Linked DNA regions of Gossypium hirsutum: region 1 is linked to region 2. The links are chromatin contacts, called in public Hi-C maps. All regions are on one chromosome and are shown on one strand. Each heading gives the region's core, a stretch centred on a gene start, on an enhancer-like site or on the middle of the called end of the contact. The rest is flanking DNA. Distances are from core to core; before and after follow the strand shown. Region 1 holds the start of LOC107901003 (acyl carrier protein 1, chloroplastic). Region 2 holds the start of LOC107963364.

What was found. Hi-C and Micro-C count contacts between places; a contact is called where the count stands out from the background.
Region 1: a contact with region 2 is called in a Hi-C map of leaf, with 9 times the contacts expected there. The contact joins the promoter of LOC107901003 here to the promoter of LOC107963364 in region 2. A contact is called at or near these places in 6 of 34 Hi-C or Micro-C datasets (callus, fibers and leaf).

What each region holds. Positions count from the first base shown.
Region 1 is chrA06:24,647,910-24,653,669 of Gossypium_hirsutum_v2.1, reverse strand. It overlaps LOC107901003 (acyl carrier protein 1, chloroplastic), which reads right to left and starts at 2,131. Exons shown (of 5, transcript XM_016826818.2): 1 at 1,979-2,131; 2 at 1,720-1,847; 3 at 1,419-1,535; 4 at 1,185-1,304; 5 at 650-1,051. The coding sequence starts at 1,821. The coding sequence ends at 926.
Region 2 is chrA06:24,283,649-24,289,570 of Gossypium_hirsutum_v2.1, reverse strand. LOC107963364 reads left to right here and starts at 1,797. Exons shown (of 2, transcript XM_016899912.2): 1 at 1,797-3,024; 2 at 3,414-3,530. The coding sequence starts at 1,937. The coding sequence ends at 3,468.

The sequences.
Region 1 (5,760 bases), core at 882-3,381, 360 kb before region 2:
TATACATGGTTATGTAGCTTGTAAATGTTATTTCTGAGTGCATATATACTGGTGTATGATAAATACTTTCCTTTTTGCTTGGATTATCACCGTCTTTAACAGCTATTTTTCTAAACTTTTGGGTTCCAAAGAGGCTATGATCCTTTAAATGAATGAGGCTTATTTGTTAGTTGGCAAAATACGTTTTAAGTTTGAATCTTTCTTGTTTATTGGTATTTCCTTCATGCTTTTTTCTGGTGTATTTCTTCAATATACATGCTGTTAAGTGACTGATGCTCTCTTATCAAATAAGCCTAACCATGTTTTTGTGCTACCGTTGACCATTGTATGTATATTTTAGATAAGGGCCTTTCAGATGATGGTATTCCTCTTGAGAGTGTCATTGCATTAGCCATCAATTACAGCCCTAGCTTGGTTGCAAAACCTGCCAAACATTTTAGGATAGGCTCAATAAACTTTCTTATTACATGTTTTCTTGTTTTGAAAAGAGACGGAACAATACACCCTGCAAATGGGGGTTACCAAACTCTTATCTTTGTTGCTTAGATAATGATCTCCTTATATTAGTTGTAAGTTTCATTTTTCAGTCATATTTTAACCGGATTCTCACCGGAAGAAGCTGTAAGTTGCGTATCTGAAAACAAAAACAAAGCTCAAGTTGATTCATGCATTTATTCATTGACTTTATTGTTTTCGTTCTTGCTTTTGCATGAAACAGAATAAGAACAAAGAGACAAGTGACAGGCTACAATTTAAGACCCACCCTGTTACAAAAATTGCCCTCTTGGTTAAGCAAAAGGAAAGAAAAATAGTGCCATTCCTTGTAGGAAAGAAAAGGAAAATCGATTACTGTAATTTATGATTTTATCTTTGGTGGCATTTATAGAACTAAAATAAAAGAAGTTCTGGTATTCTTGTAAGTGGCCTATGCAGCAGTAGCTTTCACTTTCTCAATCAAGTCTGCGGCATCTTGGACAGTTGCGATGTTCTCAGCTCCGCCTTCTCCGACTGAAACTCCAAATTGTTCCTCCAACGCCATCATTATCTCCACCTGAAATGAATTTGACATCAAACAAAACATAAGAAATGAACCAGGATATTATGCTCATGATGTAAGAAACTGAAAGGGTTAACAAAAAAAAAAAAACCCAAATGTGATATGTCTTGTAAAAGGTGTAACGCACCGTGTCAAGTGAATCAGCTCCTAGATCAGCAAATTTAGTATCAGGAGTCACTGTGCTCGCATCAATTGACAATTGCTTGGCAATGGTATTTTGGACGGTTTTCAATGTCTCAGGTTGAGCCTAGTGGAATCCAATATGTAAGAAGACAATGAGCTTAATGACGATTTCATGTACTAAAGACAATTGTAATAAGAAAAAAAACCGAAACGAAGACATGGTCTACAAGTTTCTTACAAGAGAGCATGAAACTGGTGTCTTAAAGCAGCTAGATCGAGTCGAAAATTTGTTTCTCTCCTTGGAGAATTGAGTCTTTGGAATAAGTTTCAATCCATTACATACTACTGGACATCCCTGCAATAAAAACTTGGTTGGATGAGATCTACACATGATGAGCCAGTATTATTTACATAGGTAGAAAAGTCCCAAAGTTTTTATTTTGTCATTAAACCGAGACCTCATTGGTCGGTTCAATCTGCCTTTCTATTCACATTGGAGTTTTTTTTTTTTTTTTTACAAAAAGGGGTAAATCACTTACAATGGTGGTGAAGCTTTTGTGCTGAGAAATAGATCCTTTGGCAAAAGGAATTGTAGCAGGGGCGGGCAATGAAGATGCGGAGATTGAAGCAAAAGCAGCCATTGGAATTGGATTGACTAAAATGCAGGCTGAAAATAACGAGATATATAGGGTATTACAAATAGTGAAAAGGAAGTAAATTGATGAAGAAACTCAAAGTTGTAGATATATAAATAGAGAAAATGTTGTAGACAAAGCCAGAAAGTGTCCGGGGAGTTACATGAGCACCCGATGATGATTCCAATGTTTGATTTGGTTTTTTTTAATGACTTTTAGAATGGGGCGGTCACTTCCATGGATGTTCCGTGTTTGCTTATGCTATGCAAATTGGACCGTTGTTTTCTATTTGCAGAAATTCACCACTGCATGCATGGTATGGTAACAGTAGAACAGTTACCTCCTATCCTATCAAGTGCTTGCATTCAAATGTTAAATATTATTACATTTACACTTCAAAATATTAATAAGATAAGAAAATTGATGTGTTTGCGGTTTATAATCAGAGAGACCGTGGGCTGGCAGTTTCTATTGGGTGAAACTTGTCATAATTCAAAACCATAATCAAAGCCATATTATATGTATAGAAAATTTGATATGCTGCATTGCACTGCTCTGCTCTCTTATGTTGGGGATTTTGTGTAAGGTGTTGTTTGTTAGTGGCAGGTTGAAATTTGAAATGGTCCCACCGCCACCAACCCTCCCCCAGTTATGGCGGAAAGTGACCTTACGCTTTCGACCGTAAATGGCTTAGAGATCAAAAAGACTGCGAGACGGGATGCATCATCTTGCATAATAAAAAAATTCCAACCATCCATGAATTTTGAAATAATTTGTTTTATTTTTCTTTTTGAAAAATTGGATGTGACGAAATGAATTTTTTTAAAACTGTCTATCGAATGGTTCTAATAATTGTTTATTTATTTTATCTTATTTTATTATAAAAATTATTATTTTACTTATATATAATTGTTAGAATGATAAAAATATGTAAAAATGTCATAAAAAACCATATGTATTTAAATAATAAAAAATATTGAAGTGAGATGAGGCGTGAATAAAATAAATGTATTTAATATTTATAAAAATGATGGTAATTTTTAAAATTATACATCCACCATAAAGTAAAATCGATAATAAAGCAAAACATGATAGTTGTGGAAGGAAGATGATGTATTTGACAAATTTTTACCTTTTCTTGTTCTATTGTCATTTTTAATTATGCTCATATTTTTATATCTAAAAACATTAATAATCTAATTTTAAATATTTAATAATGTTATTAAACTTTGACTGAATTTGAAATTAAAAAAACATTATTTCCTTTTTTAAAATACAACACTCAAAATTTAAATTTTACTTAAAAAAATATTAATTTTTTATCATTTAATCATACAAATTAATTTCATCGTCCATGGAAATTCAAAATAGAACCCAAATAAGTGATATTATTATGGTGAAGGGAAGGGTGAGGTAAATGGTGGCCAGCTATCATGGTCCCTTTCCGTGGGTTCCCACGTGGCAACGTGCCTCTATTTGCAGCCTCATTGATCTGGCACGTGGCATCCAGTTGTCAGCAAAAGTTCCAACCTCCTCCCCTCACTGAAAAATTATAGCCGTGCGATTATGAGCGGTCCCATCATGTCCGTCAGTCATTGCAGGCGGTCCCACCCCCAATCTTGGGCATTTTGATAATCAATTCCACCACCACCTTCTGTTCCAGGGTAAGAGGGAAAAAAAGAAACCTACAGTTCTGCACCTCAACAGTCGTTTATATTCATTTCGCTAATAAATTTATAAATTAATTTATGTTTCTTTATTAAATGGAATAAATGGAAAGCATTTTAAAATTAATTTATTAAGCGAAATCAATATAAACAATTTTTTTATGAATATTATCATGATAGTTGGTATTGTTCCGGTGTCACTCATATCCGCCGGAATAATAAATCGGAACATCAAATTTTGAGTTCCATTTTGATACAAATTTAGATTGTTACAATTGGTACCAGTGCATACCCATTGGAATATGGTGTGGTTTTAAAAATTTAAAAATATTTATTTTAGACTTGTTGAATATGCATAGAATAAAATAATTTTATTGTTTAATTTATAAAATAGATTTTTACTTGTTTATTTTGAGATTATGTGTTGTCTAATGATTGTATTTGTGAGGCTAATTAAATAATATTTTAATTAATGAGTATTTTATTTTTAATTTTTTGATATCTTAAAATTTACATAAGGTGATACTTAAACTTATGCTACCAATATTTTTAAAATATATATATGTTTTTATCATTTTAATCAAAATTTTATTTTTATGAATATTTTATATTTGAAATTTATTTAATTTTATTATTTAATATTTATAAATGCTTTTTATATTTGTAAAAATAATAGTACCAATAGAAAAACAGTATGTAATGAGTAGTTTAATAAAATGTCTAGAGTTGGGTTTAAAACTCTTGTGTTCCAGGATTGTTATATAATTAATATTATCTATACTGTTATATAACAGTACATAAAAGTAAGGTCCCAACAGCCCTACCACTTAACGCTACTTTTGGTTTGCCTTCCTTTATTTTATTAAATTTTAGTTTTTACTCTTGTACTATATTAAAAATTGAATTTTAATGTGTATTTAGATAATATTATTAATTATTTTAATTAAAATGTTAATATCACATTACAACTAAAAAAGTATTTTATATTGATGAGATTTCGGTCAGTATTTTTAAGAAAAATGTTAATTAATAATTTAAATACTATTTTTATTGTTACAAAATATCACACTAAGTTGTTAATATTTTAATTTCAAGATATTACACCAATAAATTTAATAAAAGAATTTAAAGGTGATAACAATTAAACTTAAATTTTTAAATTTAGAAATTAAATGGACTAAATTCCATGAATGAAATGTGTAAAGACTTAAAAAAGTATATTTAAATATTTAATTTTTTTATATATAAATTTACACAAAAAAAAAAATCAATCCAACACAAAAAGTGTATAGCAATTATAAATAATTGAATCGTAGCAATTCATTAATTTATATTTAAAAATGAGAAACATATTTATTTGTGATTTGTTAACCTTTCAGGAACATATTTTTGCTCTTTACAAATTTGTTGAATTATATTGTTGATAAATATTTCCATGATTATATTCTTGGTAAATATAATTCAAACAAATAAAGATGAACAATTTTTAAAATTTTAATAAACACAAAGGAACAAGTTAAGAAAAGATGAAGGCAAACAAATAAAGATTAATGACAAAAATATTCTTATTTAACAAAAAATAAATGGATGATGAATAAGGAATATAAATACAAAAGTTGATGTACTTCTCACCGGATTTTCCATGGGTGAGTTTGGAGGTGAACATAAATGAATGAAAAAGAGTATTCTACATTTAATAATCATATTGAGCCGTAATTACTGTTGCTTCAGCTTTTCATGCTAAGCCTAAGGCATTCATTCCCGTTTACAAAGACACAACTGTTACACATGGAGACCAACTTGATTAAAGGGGACCAAAACTCACCTTCGCCAAAACAACCACCCCGGAAAATGTATATTTCTGGTTTTGTTTAGAATAGAGGTTTGTTTCTTTTCTAAAATGAAATATTAGTGTTGTACATTATTCAAATTTTATTACAAAATTGTAATTTAAACATGGTGATTACACCCTAATACCTACAACCTCTATGTATTGCTGTAAAAGGATCAAAGGGTTAGAGTTGATTTACAATGTAGTGAGTGTGAATGGGAGACCCGCTGCATGCAGAGAGAGAAAAACAGCAATCCTTTTCATCCGAGTTTCGCAACTTTGAAGTTGGTTTGTTTTTCACTTTTTCTCCTCAAAAAGTAGTGTACAATTTGCATGTGAATGATGCATTTATTTTCCCTCTCGTGTTTTCTAATATTTTATTTTTTATCCAAGCTAGCTAGTTATTTCTATCTCTGTTTTTGCTTAAATATTCTCTCTCTCTCTCTC
Region 2 (5,922 bases), core at 548-3,047:
TTTATTATTTTGCTAGAGTTGTTATTGGTATTGCTGACATTGTTGTTCATACCTCAACTATTGTCGTGTTTTTTGGTCTCTTAAAGCCCTTGTTTATTCTTGTAGTTCTAGAAATTATTGGGAGTAAGAGCTAGGGTTGGAATTAAGTTTTTATGATGTTTGTTCATTAGATGTTGGCATCGGGCATAAGTTTGGTGAAGGAGGAGCAATGTTGTACCTAGGTTGTGGACGATACTAGCTTTCATGAATGTCATTATAGGGGTTTTAAGGATGTGTTGAGTGAGGATTGTATGTTTGGCCAACAAGCTAGGTAGTAGGATTGGAGGGTACAATGGGTTTTCCAAGGATGGTTCCCTCATGATGAACCATATTGTCCATACTCACCACATCAATTGTCGATGATTATAAAAAGGTAAAAAAAAAGGATGACAGTTCACACAATGGAGAAGTATTGAGAGCCGTTGGAAGAGGATAATAAAAGAGTATATAGCATAGGGTGGATGATTGAAGAAGAAGACCTCTACCAAGACTAAGAATAGGTATTTATAGGCGAAGGTGATCATTCTTTAGCCTTAGATCTAGACACGTGGATTGTGCTAGTGTTGTTGTGGTTGGCTACTTAGGGAGTATAATAGACGTTAATGAGATTGACATAGAGCAGATAAAACCCCACGTGTGTTTCATGCAAAGGAAACTAAACACATATCCTTCACAAGGTGGACCAAAAACATGTAAATGTGTCGAGCGTGGATACATCTACGAGGGACATAGTTGTTTTGCATAAACGATGTTGGGACCAGACGAAGTAAAGGTGACGAGGTATTTATTACAAAAATCATGTGTAAATTCTACACAAATATAAAATAAACATAATATCTATTATTGACAGCAGTAACAATGTCTCTTACTCCATGTTTTATTTTCACTATTATTGGCGCCAGAAAGGGTTGAATAAAAACCACAGAAGCCATATCTTAGACGCTGCTAGCCACCTGCAATTGGAGTAAAAGTATTGATGATGGAGACGATGGTATGGAAAATTCTTGTCTTTTAACTTTCTGAACAACGTCTTCAGAAAGGGTCTAAAAATCTTGTCCATCTCTTTGTTTTTAAACAGCAAAATATTGGAAATTTTCTCCTATTTTTCCAAAATATAAAAAAAGGCTACATTACAACAGTAATGGAGATTCCTTTGTCAGTCATCTCTTGTAGTTGTAGTATTAAGACTTTTGGAAGTGTAGGTTCTTCACAGGCATAGCCTGGTCCCATCGTACTTTCAGACAAGATACCAGAATAACCCTTGCTTTTGCCCTAAAATTCCCTCACATACATATATCACCGGTTAAAATGAAGAAATTACATGCTAAAATATCAATCCAATTTACCCAAGAGAAGAAGAGACCATTTGCTGAATCCTGCCTAGTAATTCAGAAGCTGTCCCCTTTGACATAATGAGGATCAACAGCAACCAAATCCTTCTATGTAATAAAATATATTTAAGCTTCATCATCGCATTTCTGTTTCTTTTGTCTTTTTTTAGACACATGCAAGTAAGATAAAAGCATATGAAACCCCAGTGTATTATTAAGTGGGACTGCGGGATTGATCTTCCCAGGCATGAATGAAATGTAAATGTAGTTGAAAGAGGAGGGCAGTTTAGTAAAGGAAAGTAGTAAGCCTAAAACAAACATGTAAATAAAGGGTAACAAGTGTTGATTGCCAAAACAAGGAAAAATCCAAAACAATTTACAAACCCTAGGTCAGCTTGTATTTATAACACCCCCTTCCTTTGTGAAACTTCAGTCTCCTGCACCTCTCTCTGCATTTCTGTACATTGCCTTTTAGATTTTTTGAGGAAAAAATAACACCCCCATGATCTTTCAAACCACCTTTCTCTTTCTACGGTACTAAGTTGGAAAAAAAATAAAAGTTAGATATGAAGGGTCGATGTTCCAAGCAAGAAGCAAAAGAAGGAATGGAAATTGATAGAATTAGAAACAGTCACAAAGATGAGACTCCTCAGCTGTCTGGTGCTTACATTCGTAGCCTGGTTAAACAACTCACCACTTCCAGAAGTGCCAAAGACCCTGATTGCGTTAATGGCCAAATTTTGAGCAAATTTGGTGAGGGTTTTAGTGCTACACCACAGACACAGAGCCAGGTGGAACCAAACCCACCACCTAAACAACTAAAGAAACAGGTTCGGAGGAGATTTCATACCCGCAGGCCTTACCAACAAAGGATGCTTAACATGGCTGAAGCTAGGAGAGAAATTGTCACTGCACTCAAGTTCCACAGAGCTGCCATGAAACAAGCCAATGAACAGCAACAAGAAGAGCAATCATCACGGTCGCTTCAGCCTTCTCCTTCATTCCCACAACCTTTTGAGCAAGAACCAAAAACAAACAACTTGTCTACCTATAATTTAGACTATATTTCCCATTCCTATAGTTGGCCTCCTTCTTCTCCAAGTCCTTTTACATCCACTGCACACACTTTGAACCTACCAGACCAAACCCTAGGTCTAAACCTTAACTTTCAGGATTTCAACATAGACTCCAACCTTTACCATAACAGTAATAACCCATCAATCTACTCATCTTCATCATCCTCATCTTCCCCAACTCTATCAGTTGTAACTGAAGATGTGCCTTCAGTTGCAGTGTCACATGAAGTGGGGCCTGGGACTATGGCCGATTCAACAGCATCCTACGGTGGGGGAGGCCTGCATCAAGCTATGGACGATGAGGGAATGGCGGAGATGAGATCATTAGGAGAGAAGCATCAAATAGAGTGGAATGACACTGTGAATTTGGTAACATCAGCATGGTGGTTCAAGTTCTTGAAGAGTATGGAAGATGGGAATGAAGTGAAAGGTGAGGATGATGGGTACCACCAACCATTTGATCAAGTCATGGAACTCCCTGCCTGGTTGAATGCAAATGACTGTGGCTTGCAGCACCACCATTTCAATAATCTTTTCCCAGATTCTTACTTCCAGGATTCTGATTCTGCCTTACCTTGGTAAGTACCCAGATTTTCAAAAACATAAAACAAGTGTTTCAGAACGTATAAATTACGATTTTTTCACCATGCTCATTCATACATTGGAAATTTAGAAACTCTCTCAAATTGGATCTAATTGAGGGTCAAAATTTGGTAAAATGCAGTAATTTACCTGATTCTTACCAAGAAAAGAGTCAAATTTGCCTCGTTTTCTGTAAAACATAATAAAGTTGCACCCAATGGATGCCGTGCCTTCATGCTTACAAAAGCTTCTGGCTGTAAGAGCCCAAAAAGGCCCATTAAAGCTTAACGCATGGGCTTTTCTTAAGAAATTGAGTGAAATAGATCAGTCCTTGAGATTTTTTTTAAAATTTTGTTTTATTGATATGTATTGTTGTGATTCACAGCATGAATATTGGAGAAATTGAAGGAATTGATGGGGATTGGCATTGGCTGGCTTAATTCACAAGGATTGTTTACGTTTTTAATTAAGCAATAGCATCTCACCTCCCTTTTGTTTTTTATTTTGATTAAGTCCCTTTCTCCCATACTTTTTTATTTTTATTTTTTCTTTTTACCTCTAGTACTTTTAGAGATATCTCAATGTAAAAAAGAAAAAAAAATTAGAAAAGGTGGCAAGTGGCAAAGCCATTGAAGAAAATAACATAAAATGTCGGTATCAAGTATCAAGAGAGGAGTTTGCTTTTTGCACTAAATTTTCCAACACCAACAATTTTCTTTGTATTTTTCTCATCTTCTCTTCTTCTAGTTTTCCAGCTCACCTGCATGCGATTTCCCTATGGAAAATTATTATTTGGTTATTTATAAATGATATTATATGTAATTTGCGAAAATGGAAGAGATATGTAATTTCGGTTATTGATTAATTTTATACCTATTAATTGCAATAAAATATTAAAGATTACATACAGTAACTTTAATTCACTTGTTTCCTCGGTTTATAGTGAAAATGGCATAAATGTGATGCTTTATTCAAGAGTTAGAATATCGGATTAAGTCCAAATTTTTGCACCAAATTTGAGATTTTTCAACAAAATTATTAAATCTGATATAAAAAAAAATTATTTTAACATGTAAGATTCAAAGTTTGAGTTCAACTCAAGCCTACTCATGTTGCAAGTTTATAATATAATATATTATTTATATAATATAAAATTAATAATACATAAAATTAAATTAATAATAATATATTATAATGTAAATACTAAAAAAATATGCTTAGTTACTTATATTTAAAATTTTAATAAATAAAAAAATATTAAATTATTAAATATTAAATATTAATTAAAATTAATATAAATATTTTTAAAAAATAACAAATAATATAAGTTTACTTAAAATGGACTTGAGTTAGTAATTTACAAATATAAATAAATATAGTAAAATTTTGAGGCCTATATTTCAGATTGTGCTAGGTTTGAGTAAACAGAGAATGTGTTACTATCACACATAAGCTCGGTCAGAACCCAATCTAACCCACAAACACATCTAGTAAAACATAGGCTTATTCAATGGTGCATTTACCCATCCAAGCTCAAATATTTATCTAAAATTTGGGATAGTTTAGATAAAAATAATAAGTTCGGAAAAAGAGTTTGGATAAAAAATCTAAGTTTATTTAGAATATGAGTAAAAATTATGCTATGAAATTCAAAGCCCAAATCCATTTTGGCCCTACCCATTCGAGTTTATGGCATGTTTATTTTTTCTTTTCTTTTATATATTTTGTAATTTATATTATATGAAAATTAAATATATTATAAAGTAAATATTAAAATATATGTTAAGTTGCTAATGTTTAGAATTTTAATAAAAAAATTAATAACTTACATTAGAATGATTCTAAAATCTATAATTTTAAGACACGAATAAACTAACACTGCATTGTCAATTTTTAAATACATATAAAGCTCATTATACAGTGATGCATATTTACTAACTTCTCTCATTTAATTTAATTCTAATTAAATTACTTAAAAAATATAAAATTTTAAAACACGTTGAAATGAAAAAGTAAATTAAAATAAATCAATAATTCAAAATGAAAAATAAACTAAAAGTAATAATTAAAAATTAAGAAAAACTCAAATAAAAAGACTATAAGCAGAAAATTGAAAACTAAAACACCATAATATTTGATGCGTCATCAAATTTTGGTATTTCATTAAAAAAATAACTTAAAATAGTTAAAATTTTTTTTAAAAAAAAGTTGCCTTATAAAAGAAACTAAAAAAAAGTAAAAACCTTAAAAAATAAATAGAAAATGTTCAGAATTTGAAATGAAAAATTAAAAATGATTTAAATTATAAACGAAAGAAAACTTGTTTTTTTATTAAAAAATAATTATATTTAAGTAAATTAATTAAATAAGTTATTGAGTATAAATGAGTGTTAAATGTATTTAAAAAAATTGAGGATATAGCTTTATTTTATTAGCCTCTACAAATTATTATAATTTGAAGATCATCCTAATATAAGTTATTTTAAAAAAAGGGAAGGAAAGGAAAAAATGTATAATGGTTGTAAAATATATATAATTACTAAATATTAAATAAAAATAATTATATTTCAAAAAGGAAAAAAATATGATTAGTCTTGAACGAGTTTTGGTTAATCATTTACAATTATGAATGAACTTAAATAAATTTGAAACTCATAGTTCGAGTCGAGATTAGACAATTCTGAATGGTATTGATATCATGCATGAGTCTAACTTGGACTCAAATTGACCTAACCAATGAATACATCTAATAAAAATTCTTTATCCGAACTTATAATACCTAATTATTTTAGGGTTAATATTTTAGATGCATTATCTAATAAATCAAATAATGTAAAAAAAAACTTAACATCTCCATTGATAATAATAATTATTATTATATAAAATTTAAACGA